Regions from separate parts of the Mus musculus genome. Here all the other regions are linked to region 3. Evidence: chromatin contacts called from public HiChIP or PLAC-seq and promoter capture Hi-C data. All regions are on one chromosome and are shown on one strand. The core of a region is the stretch at or near the end of the contact, and the rest is flanking DNA. Distances in the headings are between cores, read along the strand shown. Region 1 holds the start of Chchd2 (coiled-coil-helix-coiled-coil-helix domain containing 2). Region 2 overlaps Crcp (calcitonin gene-related peptide-receptor component protein). Region 3 overlaps Vkorc1l1 (vitamin K epoxide reductase complex, subunit 1-like 1).

Evidence for each region. HiChIP or PLAC-seq counts read pairs in DNA pulled down with a chosen protein or histone mark. Capture Hi-C pulls out chosen DNA fragments and counts their contacts.
Region 1: a contact with region 3 is called in an H3K27ac HiChIP or PLAC-seq map of embryonic stem cells, with 13 read pairs. The contact joins the promoter of Chchd2 here to the enhancer-like site in region 3. A contact is called at or near these places in 3 of 39 promoter capture datasets (HPC-7-derived erythroid cells, macrophages and neutrophils), 1 of 15 datasets of contacts at CTCF or cohesin (the NIH/3T3 cell line), 1 of 484 Hi-C or Micro-C datasets (the Patski cell line), 3 of 115 datasets of contacts at active chromatin or transcription factors (the SCID.adh cell line, bone marrow-derived macrophages and embryonic stem cells) and 3 of 9 other capture datasets (adipose tissue, liver and pancreatic islet).
Region 2: a promoter capture Hi-C map of adipose tissue shows a contact between it and region 3. The contact joins two enhancer-like sites. A contact is called at or near these places in 2 of 484 Hi-C or Micro-C datasets (liver and nephron progenitors), 2 of 115 datasets of contacts at active chromatin or transcription factors (both in embryonic stem cells) and 3 of 9 other capture datasets (adipose tissue, liver and pancreatic islet).

The regions. Positions count from the first base shown.
Region 1 is chr5:129,886,134-129,889,253 of GRCm38.p6, reverse strand. Chchd2 (coiled-coil-helix-coiled-coil-helix domain containing 2) reads left to right here and starts at 1,784. Exons shown (of 4, transcript NM_024166.6): 1 at 1,784-2,056. The coding sequence starts at 2,007.
Region 2 is chr5:130,042,624-130,046,041 of GRCm38.p6, reverse strand. The region is part of intron 4 of Crcp (calcitonin gene-related peptide-receptor component protein); the gene reads right to left. Among named protein-coding and RNA genes, the nearest start is that of Crcp, 15 kb to the right of the region's middle. Within about 2 kb of position 1,706, at least 46 of the 459 cell types and tissues checked have an H3K27ac peak or open chromatin away from gene starts, as enhancers often do. A contact at or near this core is called in adipose tissue, where this site is marked.
Region 3 is chr5:129,964,242-129,967,290 of GRCm38.p6, reverse strand. All of the region lies in intron 1 of Vkorc1l1 (vitamin K epoxide reductase complex, subunit 1-like 1), which reads right to left. Among named protein-coding and RNA genes, the nearest start is that of Vkorc1l1, 24 kb to the right of the region's middle. Within about 2 kb of position 1,415, at least 26 of the 459 cell types and tissues checked have an H3K27ac peak or open chromatin away from gene starts, as enhancers often do. A contact at or near this core is called in adipose tissue, bone marrow-derived macrophages, embryonic stem cells and 1 more, where this site is marked.

The DNA of each region.
Region 1 (3,120 bases), core at 535-3,034, 78 kb after region 3:
GCCTCGAACTCAGAAATCCGCCTGCCTCTGCCTCCCAAGTGCTGAGATTAAAGGCGTGTGCCACCACCACCCGGCTATGAGTAACGGTCTTGATGCAAACTGCAAGAGGTTTATTCGGGAAAGACCAGTGCACTGGGGACGACTTGTATCCCACGCAGGGGTAGAGGAGTTGAACATGAGCTCAAGGGGTGAGGGGTTTAGGGGTTTATAAAGGCAAAAACCGAAAACACCTGGCAAAAACTGCAAACACCTGGCATCCTGGAACAATGGGGCAAGTTCTCTATTTTTCACTCTCTCTCAAGATCTTTCATGGTTTTCCTCTGGACAGACAGGTGCACATCCTTGGGACAGGCTGATAACTCTTTGACTTCCATTGTCCTTGTCACAGATAGTTCCCCAGGGGTAACAGAGCTGAAAATGGTTTTCACGGACTGTCACCAGTGATCGCTTTCCCACTGCCACAGAACAACTATGATAAGATCTCCTTTCATACACAGTGCCTGACAAGGTGGCAGAGGAAAACTCTTCCCCCATTCCCCTGGGCATTTGGTGGGGAGGAGAGTCCCCTGTTTCTCCATCAGATGGCCTACTGCTACTCTGTAGGACTATATGACCTCATGGGCAATGTGTAGGAATGGTCTTCATCCACATTACGAGGACAAGAGTGTTTTCCAGGAAGCATCATGGATTGACACTGCAGATATCTCTGCCAATCAATGGGCTCAGGTCACCAACATCCTCTGTGGTGAGAGCTTATGGGACCACAAGCCTCTGTGGCCACAGTTGAGGAGACTTCTAGATTCAATGATTCTCAACTTTCCTAATGCTGCAACCCTTTTATACAGTTCTGGATACTGGAATGTGGGCATCTCTGCATTTGAGCAGTCTTACGTGGAAAAGAGCAGTAACTCAGTCCCTAAATCACAGTCTGAAACCCACAGGTTGAGGACAACAGCTTTAGAGGCCTGTTCTTTGATATGCAGATGATCTTACTGGCTAGTATTAAGTCAGGATGGTCTTCTTTTATTATGGAAATAGCGCTTAATTGAAGACGAGCCTTGGTAAATATGAGCAGAAAATTTCTCTGCAACAGAAACTTGAATTATGTACAGAATTTTCTTTCTCATAGTTTCTTTTTTTTTTAAGATTTATTTATTTATTATATGTAAGTACACTGTAGTTGTCTTCAGACACACCAGAAGAGGGTGTCAAATCTCGTTATGGGTGGTTGTGAGCCACTTTGTGGTTGCTGGGATTTGAACTCCGGATCTTTTGAAGAGCAGTCAGTGCTCTTCTCCGCTGAGCCATCTCATCAGCCCCTTTTTCATAGTTTCTAATAAGCTCGGCTAGTTCACTATCTTCCAGACATGTTGGGAGCAGAGCTCCTTTAGCGAAATTCTGCTTATGTAATTTAATATTTCCAAACACGTTTATTAGTAAATTCTTTATAACAGAAAAACAGAGTTTTTCCTGCGTGACCAGTACTAGGAGGCTGAGACGTGAGAACAGCGAGATCCAAGGCAACATCCGTTACCGGAGGCATTGTCCCAAAACAAAACAGAGAAGGGTTAAGTAAACAGCCCAAGAGCAGACCCCAGTAAGCCCCTAATCCAGTTTACTTGAGAGGCTAAGGCAGGAGACAGTGAAAATCAAGGTCAGTCAGGTTGTGGAGTAGGCCAGCCGGCCATCGGAAGCAAAAACCTAACCTCCACCATTGAATCGGAGGACAAAATTTGAGAGTGCAACCCCAGGAACTTCCGGTTAGCCTTAGCTCCTCCTCGCCAACTTCGTAACTTCCGGGCCTAGGACGCTGAGTCCAGGCTCTGCCCATTACTGATATCTCCTTTGTCCAATAACCTTTAGCGCCCGAGCTTTTCCTGATTTCTTATTGGTTGCCCGGTGAGGTACCGCCTCCACCCTTCCTCTCTCCTTGGTAGAAATTGCTGGACGCTTCTGTACGTTTCGCAGTTTGTCTTCGCTGATCGGTGAGACTTCGAGCAGTTAGGATGCCGCGTGGAAGCCGAAGCCGCACTTCCCGGGTGACTCCTCCGGCCAGGTGAGACCCTCGGGGCCGGGAACCGAGCGCGGGCCGCCAGGGCAAGGTTCTGTAGCCTGAGGGCTGCGAAGGCGACCGGTGAAGAGACGGAGCGAGCGGTCGGGAAGGGATCCGCTGGTGGGGCGGACTTCCTGAGAACAGGGACATGGTCGGTGCACTCGGGGAGAGGACTCTGAAACGTGACCTTTTCCCTAGACAGGCTGGGGGAAGGGCTGTCGAGGGCGTAGTATACAAGGAGGCGAGGAAAGAAAGATGCGTGGTAAACTCTTGGCCAGGGGTGGGGGTGGGGTGGTTTTTGTATTTTCTTTGTTCTACTCACTGCGTTTTTGAGTCTCAGGTTAGCCTTGAACTTTATGGCCTCGCTTGGCCTTCCTTGATTTTCCTGACTCCGCTTCCTTAGGGCTGGGATTGCCGGCTTTAAAGATTTTCTTTTCTTTTATTTATTTATTTTTTTAAGGAAAAAGAAACAAAGAAAATTGCGGGCTGTGTGTAGAGGGCCGAAAATTTAAAGCTATGTCTTTCCATCACTTGGGTCCAAGATGTCTACCATTTTGTGGTAAACGATCTATTGAGCTACCTTGCCGGCCGACCTAAAAAACAAATAGGAAATTGTTGACACCCCTCCCCCCAGTCCAGATTCTGAGGTCCCTCCTTGGGGTAATAAAATCGTAGAAAACTAAAATTGTGCTCATACTGGGAGTGAACCTCGGGAGTGCATGTTGTAGCGCATGCGTCATCTGTCATCAAGATAGTCCCTTGTGCCTCCTTCTCCCGGAAGGCAAGCGGGGGTTGCAACCAGTTCAAGGCTAGCAAGGCTACCCATAGAGAGATTCCTGTCCAGAACCCCCCCAAAAATATGAGTCAAAGTTGCAGCTCAGGCAGGTCACTTTCCCTAGATTTTTCTTTTTGGATTGGCGTGGTGGTTTGTTGTTTCCTTGAAAGGGGTTTTCACTATGGCCCTGGCTGGCCTTGAACTCCAAAGAGGCTGCCCGCCTCTGCCTCCCAAGGACTGGGATTAAAGGTATGGGCTACCAGACCTTGCCCACGGCACCCTAACCCGGCCC
Region 2 (3,418 bases), core at 457-2,956, 78 kb before region 3:
TGAGCTTCAGACCTCTGTAGCCATGTGCCCCTCCCCCTGCCACGTCTCCACGTAGATGCACCAGATGCTTTGAAACCAGCACATCTAAAACTACTGTGACTACTCTTTCCAGCACACTAGCTCCTCACTCTACTTCTAGTCTACAAGGACCTAGAGTCAGAAATCTGGGCACCACCCCTCACCTCTCACCCACTTGCAAGACTCAGCTCCCGGGCACCTGTATTTATGTGCCCTTCTCACCACTACCTTGAGTCTTGGTAACAGGACAGCAGCTCCACCCTCTGGACCCTTCCACTTTTCAGTACAAGCAAAACATCTCTTACAAGACTGAAAGCGTGTGACTGGAGAGATGGCTCCTTAAGTAAGAGCTATTGCAGAGGATCCAGGTTCGGTTCCCAGTGCGTGCATGAAGGCTACTGTCTATAACTCCTACTTCCAAGGACCTGACTGAAACCCTCCTCTTCCCGCCATGGACACCAGACAATACACTTACATACACGCATGCTATTCCCAGGAAGTCCAGAAGGTACAAATCCTCTGGGGACTAGGAACTTAGCCCAGGTCCTCAGCAAGAGCTACAAGTACTCTCAACCTCTGTCCAATCTTTCCAGCCAGGGTCCTCCCAAAGGTCTTGGTATGAAGTTGAATTTTTCTAGTTCATCCCCAAGAATCCTCTGAACTCTGCCCTTCAGAAGTCTATCTTCAAATGTCTTCATTTCATGAAACGATCACAAACTACAGACTGACACAGAAAAGCCTCAGGCCAATCCCCAACTGCAGACTTTGCCTAGCAAGCAGCACTTCCTCAGCAGCACCCGAGCCTCCCTTCATCTGACCATGAACAAAACAGTACCCCTAACCTGACACCCAGTGCCTCTCCACTACGTCCCCTCCACCTCAGCGCTGAGAGAGTCAGGCTGGCACAGCGCAAGTGTAATCTGAAGGGCAAGCTAAAGGAAGGGAAGGGAAGCCCTGGCTTGTAAGAGAAGTGTAGGGGAACTGTGAGGAGGGAAGAAGCAGGCTTTTCTCTTCTGAGAGCAGATCTGGGAAGACAGCTAGGGAAACCTGAGACTCTACCATCTGTACTTGAGCTTGGCTGGTCTGAGGTCCATGTCCTAAAAACATGGTGTCAAACCCCTGGAGCAATGTGTGCAGAACAGAAGATGCTCGGTATGACTGCAGAGCTCACTGGGCTGGCCTGCGAGAGCAAGGGTCATTCTACATAGCTGTGTGCCTTACAGGGGTGATCTCAGGATAGGAACGGAGGCTACTAGTCGGATACTGAGAAGCAAAGAGTGCAGGGCGAATCTAAAATATTCAAGAATCAGTTTTGGGTGGAGACTCGGGTAACACACTAAATACAAAATTACTTAACACCCAGTGCCAGAGTGACTCGGAGTTGATCTCCAACTGTATTATGATGAAATCTACCAAGTCAATAAATCACGGCTCCTGGCCTGCCCCCACGGACTCCAGCGGGGAAGATAACTACACAAAGTAATAAGCCCTGGAGCAAAACAGAAGATGATTTCAAGATCAAATAAAGACGTAAAGAACATGCCAGCAGTTCCTCTGTTAAACACGGTTTCTGTCTTAAAATACACTGGCCATCTTAGCTGGCATGCAGCCCCTTCACCAGCCACACAGGCCAAGAGGTAGAAGCCAGCCACCGTGAAAAAAGCTTGCTGGGTCCCTCTCCTGGCCATTGTGCAGCACTGCCAGGAGCTCTTGCCCAATATTATTTAAAAGGTTACATAAGCCTTGATAAATAATTAGTCTGAAGGCAGCAAAAGGGGAAGGGAGCCAATAATCCTCTGATTACTGAAGTGTGCTTTATTCCTATGTAGATTACAACCAATTTTGAATCAATTTGCAAGACAGTTCCTATTTTATAGGCTTCTTCGTCCCTTTCTCCAACTCCCCCCACTCTTGGGGGGTGGGAGGGAATACCGGTGAAGGAACCCAGAGCCTTAGCCATGCCAAGCAGTTCTCCACCATGGAAAGGACACAGGGACCATATCCAGATAGTTCACACAAACACCTGAGAAAGGACTTGAAAATCAATCATGAGAAGGCTCAGGGGTTCAGAGAGGGCACTGCTCTTGCAAAGAACCCAAGTTCAGTTCTCTGAACTCAGGTCAGACAGTTCACAACCACTTGTAACTCCAGCTCCCGGGAGCCCTTGCCTCTGGCCTCCTGGGCCATCTGCACTAACCTGAACTTCTCCACATACAGACATTTGCATAATTACAATAATTTTTAAAAGGAACTGCCATAGTCAGTGATAACCATGAAAACCCTCAGAGGTTTGGCTACACTCTACAAAACAAGAGCCACCTTAACAGAGGCTTCTCATAGGATTGCCAGCCTAAACTATCTGAATATAATATGCAAAAGGCCCAAGATACAATTTACAAAGTTATTTCAACCAGGAAAATATGACTTATTTTCAAAGGAAATGGAGAGATAGCAAACTCATGCTAACAAGGATCTTAGAATTATCAAAGATACTACTACAACATGAAACTAAAGTAAGCTGTCGTGAAATGAATGGACAACCAGGAGTTCTAGCAAAACGGAGTCATTCAAAAAAGGGAGGGGAGGGGATGAAGGCCGCAGAGGGGGCGCTGGAAAGATGGTTCAGTGGTTAGGTAAGAGTACTGGCCACTCTGCAGTGGACCAGGGTTTAGATCTCAGCACCCACATTAAGCAGCTCACACACCCCTGGACTCTAGCTCCAAAGGATCTGATGTCCTCTTGTGGCCTCCAAGGGCAACACACACACACACAGACACACACACACACACACACCCCTGGAACTCTAGCTCCAAAGGATCTGATGTCCTCTTGTGGCCTCCAAGGGCAACACACACAGGATTTAGATTTTTGTGTTCAGCGTTCTTTAGAGAACAGAGGCAGAGAAGTGAGCTTAATACTGTGTGAGCTATGGTCATCCTGAGCAATAGGACAAAGCTTCCGGAGAGCTGGACCAGCGATATCCACCTAGCATGTGCGAGGCCCAGGTCTGATCCCCACTACCATCAAACACCAAAAAGCCGAGCAGACAGACAGTGGTTTACAGAGCAACTTTTGGAAGTCATCAACATCAGCACTGATCTGCAGACATGGGAAGGCTTTCTCCTAATGCAAACCCTCAGCCTGTGCTTTTAGCTTCTGTAAACCAAACTCACACATCTAAGGCGTTGGCAGGCACCTAATGTTCAGGGAGACGATAATCAAGCTGTTTCTACCTCAAGCAAACACAAGTGTCAACGTCGGGTGACTTCATTGAGCACCTTATAGAAAGTACTTAGGTTGTGTGGTTTTTTTGGTTGGTTGGTTGGTTTTTTTGCCTGTCTTCCCTCCCCTCCCTGCACCCTCCAGCACCCAACAGTGCCGGGGATGAAAGGCCCTCATA
Region 3 (3,049 bases), core at 166-2,665:
CAACAAAAGCTAAGTAGTAAAGTTCTTGCTTGGAACGAGGCCCTGGCTGTGTCTTGGTGTGGTCACCTTTCTTTCTGCTGAGCTTCTTGGAATGGGTGCGTCGGAAGTTTCCCTTCTCTTAATCCTTTCAGGGGCTCCAGATGCACGTTAGATTGCTTTTGACTTAAACTGTTGCCCCTGGTACAGTGCCTGATGAGTTATTACTATTTCCAGTTTTCTAACTTCCATTTCTGCTTAAATTGTTACATCTTTATAGATGCCTTCCTCATCTGTGTTCTTTACCATCTCTAAATGCTTTTTTGAATAAAATATACATTTTTACCTCCATTTCTTCTACCTTCTCAAACAAACAAACAAACAAACAAACCCATTAATTGTTTCAAGGTCTTTCTCCAGTGTGTTATCTCAGAGACTGTTTTTTCTCCTCATTTGAAGCACTTCCCTGGTTCTTTCTGTGCTTGGTAATTTTGAATGCTAAAATACCGCTTTCTCTTTTTCGTTCGAGGTTTTTTGTTTTGGCACACAGTGTTAAGCTGCTTGGGATCAGCCTTCAAAATTGCTTCTGTACTGAGAGGGTGGGTGCAGCACAACCTTTAATTAGGGCTGAGTTAGCCTCACCCCAGGGCCATGCATACCCTTTGATGGCCTGCAAACACTCCAGCTAGTAGGAACAATCTATGTCCAACTCTGTGTGAGGTCCTGGATCACTTTGCCTAAGGCTTTCCCAGTGCTGAAGTACTCCCTCTCAAACAAGTTCAGATCAGTGCTAGACCTAGACCCTCTGCCTGTCTAGAGTTCTTTATATCTTTTTCACTTAGGTAATCTACTCCCAAATTTTCTTCCTTCTCTCCTACTCTAGCCAACTTTTATGTCTAGCTTCCCAACCAAGTTAAGACCATCAACTTTATTTGGGGTCCTTTAATTCATTCTGCAGCCTGCAAACTTCTATATGAACTGACAACCCAAGAGCTCAGGTTTGCTTCTTTCTCTGAGAAATCTCTGCTCAGTATTACCCAGTACCTACAAACGGCTATCTTGTATGCTTACTGGTTTCTTTTTCTTTTAGTGTTGAGGACAGGACTAAGGATTGCATTGCCTAGGCAGTACACTATATATACACTGAGCCAGTTGTCTGGGCTTGGTGGCTCTGGCCCAAGTAGGGAACTCACTACCCTCACAGTTGCTCACCATAACACCTGGCTTGTTCTTTGAGATAGTCTCACTGTAGCAGACTAGCCTCCAGTTTGAGAGGTTCTTCCGCTCTCACCCTTCCAAGTGTTGGCATTACAGGACAAGGCCACTATGCCCAGCTAGTTTTCTGGTTTCTTTTCTTTCCTCTTTCCTACTTCTTTACAGGGAGAGGCAGCGACGTGGGTGTCAGAGGACAATTTGCAGAAGTCAGTTCTCCACTTTGAACATGTGAGTCCCAGGAACTGAACTTAGGTCATCAGATACCTTTACTCCCTGAGCCACCCATCTCACCAGCCCTGTTTGCTGCTTTCTTAAGGTAGCAAAGTATGATGAGTACGGTCAACATCCCAGGATTTAGACTTTCCTGGAAGATGGGCCCCTGAGCATGCCCGTAAGGGATCCTCTTGGTTATGTGGATTGGTGTGTAAAGACCCATTTTAACTGGAGGTTGGACTAGTCCTTGATCTATATAAAATGGGGAGAATAAACTGAACTCGGGCATTCATTACTCTCTGGCTGCAGACAAAGCATCCCTGATGTTTCAAGTTCCTGCAGACTATAAGCTAGAATAAACCCTTTCTCCCTTAAGTCACTTTTGTCAGGATGTCTTGGCACCACAACAGTTTTCCTTCTGGAAACTAAGCCAGGGGGTTAGATTCAGCCCTAGTTTTTCTGCTCTTGCTAGATAGAATATTGCAAGTCAAATGGTGATGCCTTCGGTTCACATCTAAAGCCTTTGTCTTACTCAGCCCAATGCACCCTCTTTGTAATGTCCAAGCAATGAGTTCCCTCCTTTCTCCTGACATTTGCTCCACTTTCATGTCTAATACTGAACTCTCTCCTTCATAGTGCCTTAGTGCCTTGGATTTCTTCACTTAGCAACAGCACAGAGAAGAAAAACAAACTTTAGAATGTAATCAATTAGTTTTTTAAAAAATCAAGTCTATCCTTTTTACTATATACATAACCAGAAAAATAACCAGAAGTTAATTCCTTTCCAATGTTAAGATGACCTGTTCTGGGTATTTTAATTGTTATTGTTTTATTTATTTTGACACAGTTTCTTTGTGTAGTCTGGTTGTCCTAGAACTCTTTTTTGTGGACCAGGATGACTTCAAACTCAGAGATCCACCTGCCTCTGCTACAGACCCACTGTTCTGGGGTTTTGTTTTTGGTTGAGTTTTTTTTTGTTGTTTGTTTTTAATGTACAGAAGTGCTCTGACTTCAGACACAACAGAATCGGGCACTGGACCCTATTATAGATGGTTGTGAGCCACCATGTGGTTGCTGGGAATTGAACTCAGGGCCTCTGGAAGAGCTTCTGAGCCATCTCTCTAGCCCCTGGTCCCCCTCCCCTCATTCTAATGATGCACAGCCCTCCAATAAGCCTCAGTCTTTAACTGTTTCCTTTGTTTCCATACCCATCCATAAACCCTGCCATAGCAAGGCTTGGGGGTGCATGCCTATAAATTCTAGCGCTCAGGAGGCTGAGGCAAGAAGACCACAACTTGAGGCCAGAAAGGACTACATAGTGATATGATATTGCATAAAACCCAATTTAAAAAACAAAACAAAACAAAAACACTAACCAAAGCCAGACTTACCTACCATAAACAATTCACAGGAATTGCAGTGAATACTGCAGAGGGAGTTAGAAGAGTGGTCTTAAAGTAGTATTAAAAGCCACTTTTTTCCAGGTCAGACATTCAGAAATCATCAAATATGAAGCAATAACCCTGGCATAAAAGATTGTGTAGGGAGAAAGAAGTTGATATTGAGGATAGGCCCAAAGCTGGATAAGCCCAGAGGAAAAATTATTGAGCAGGTGGGGAGGATGGGGATACAAGTCTGCCTTTCG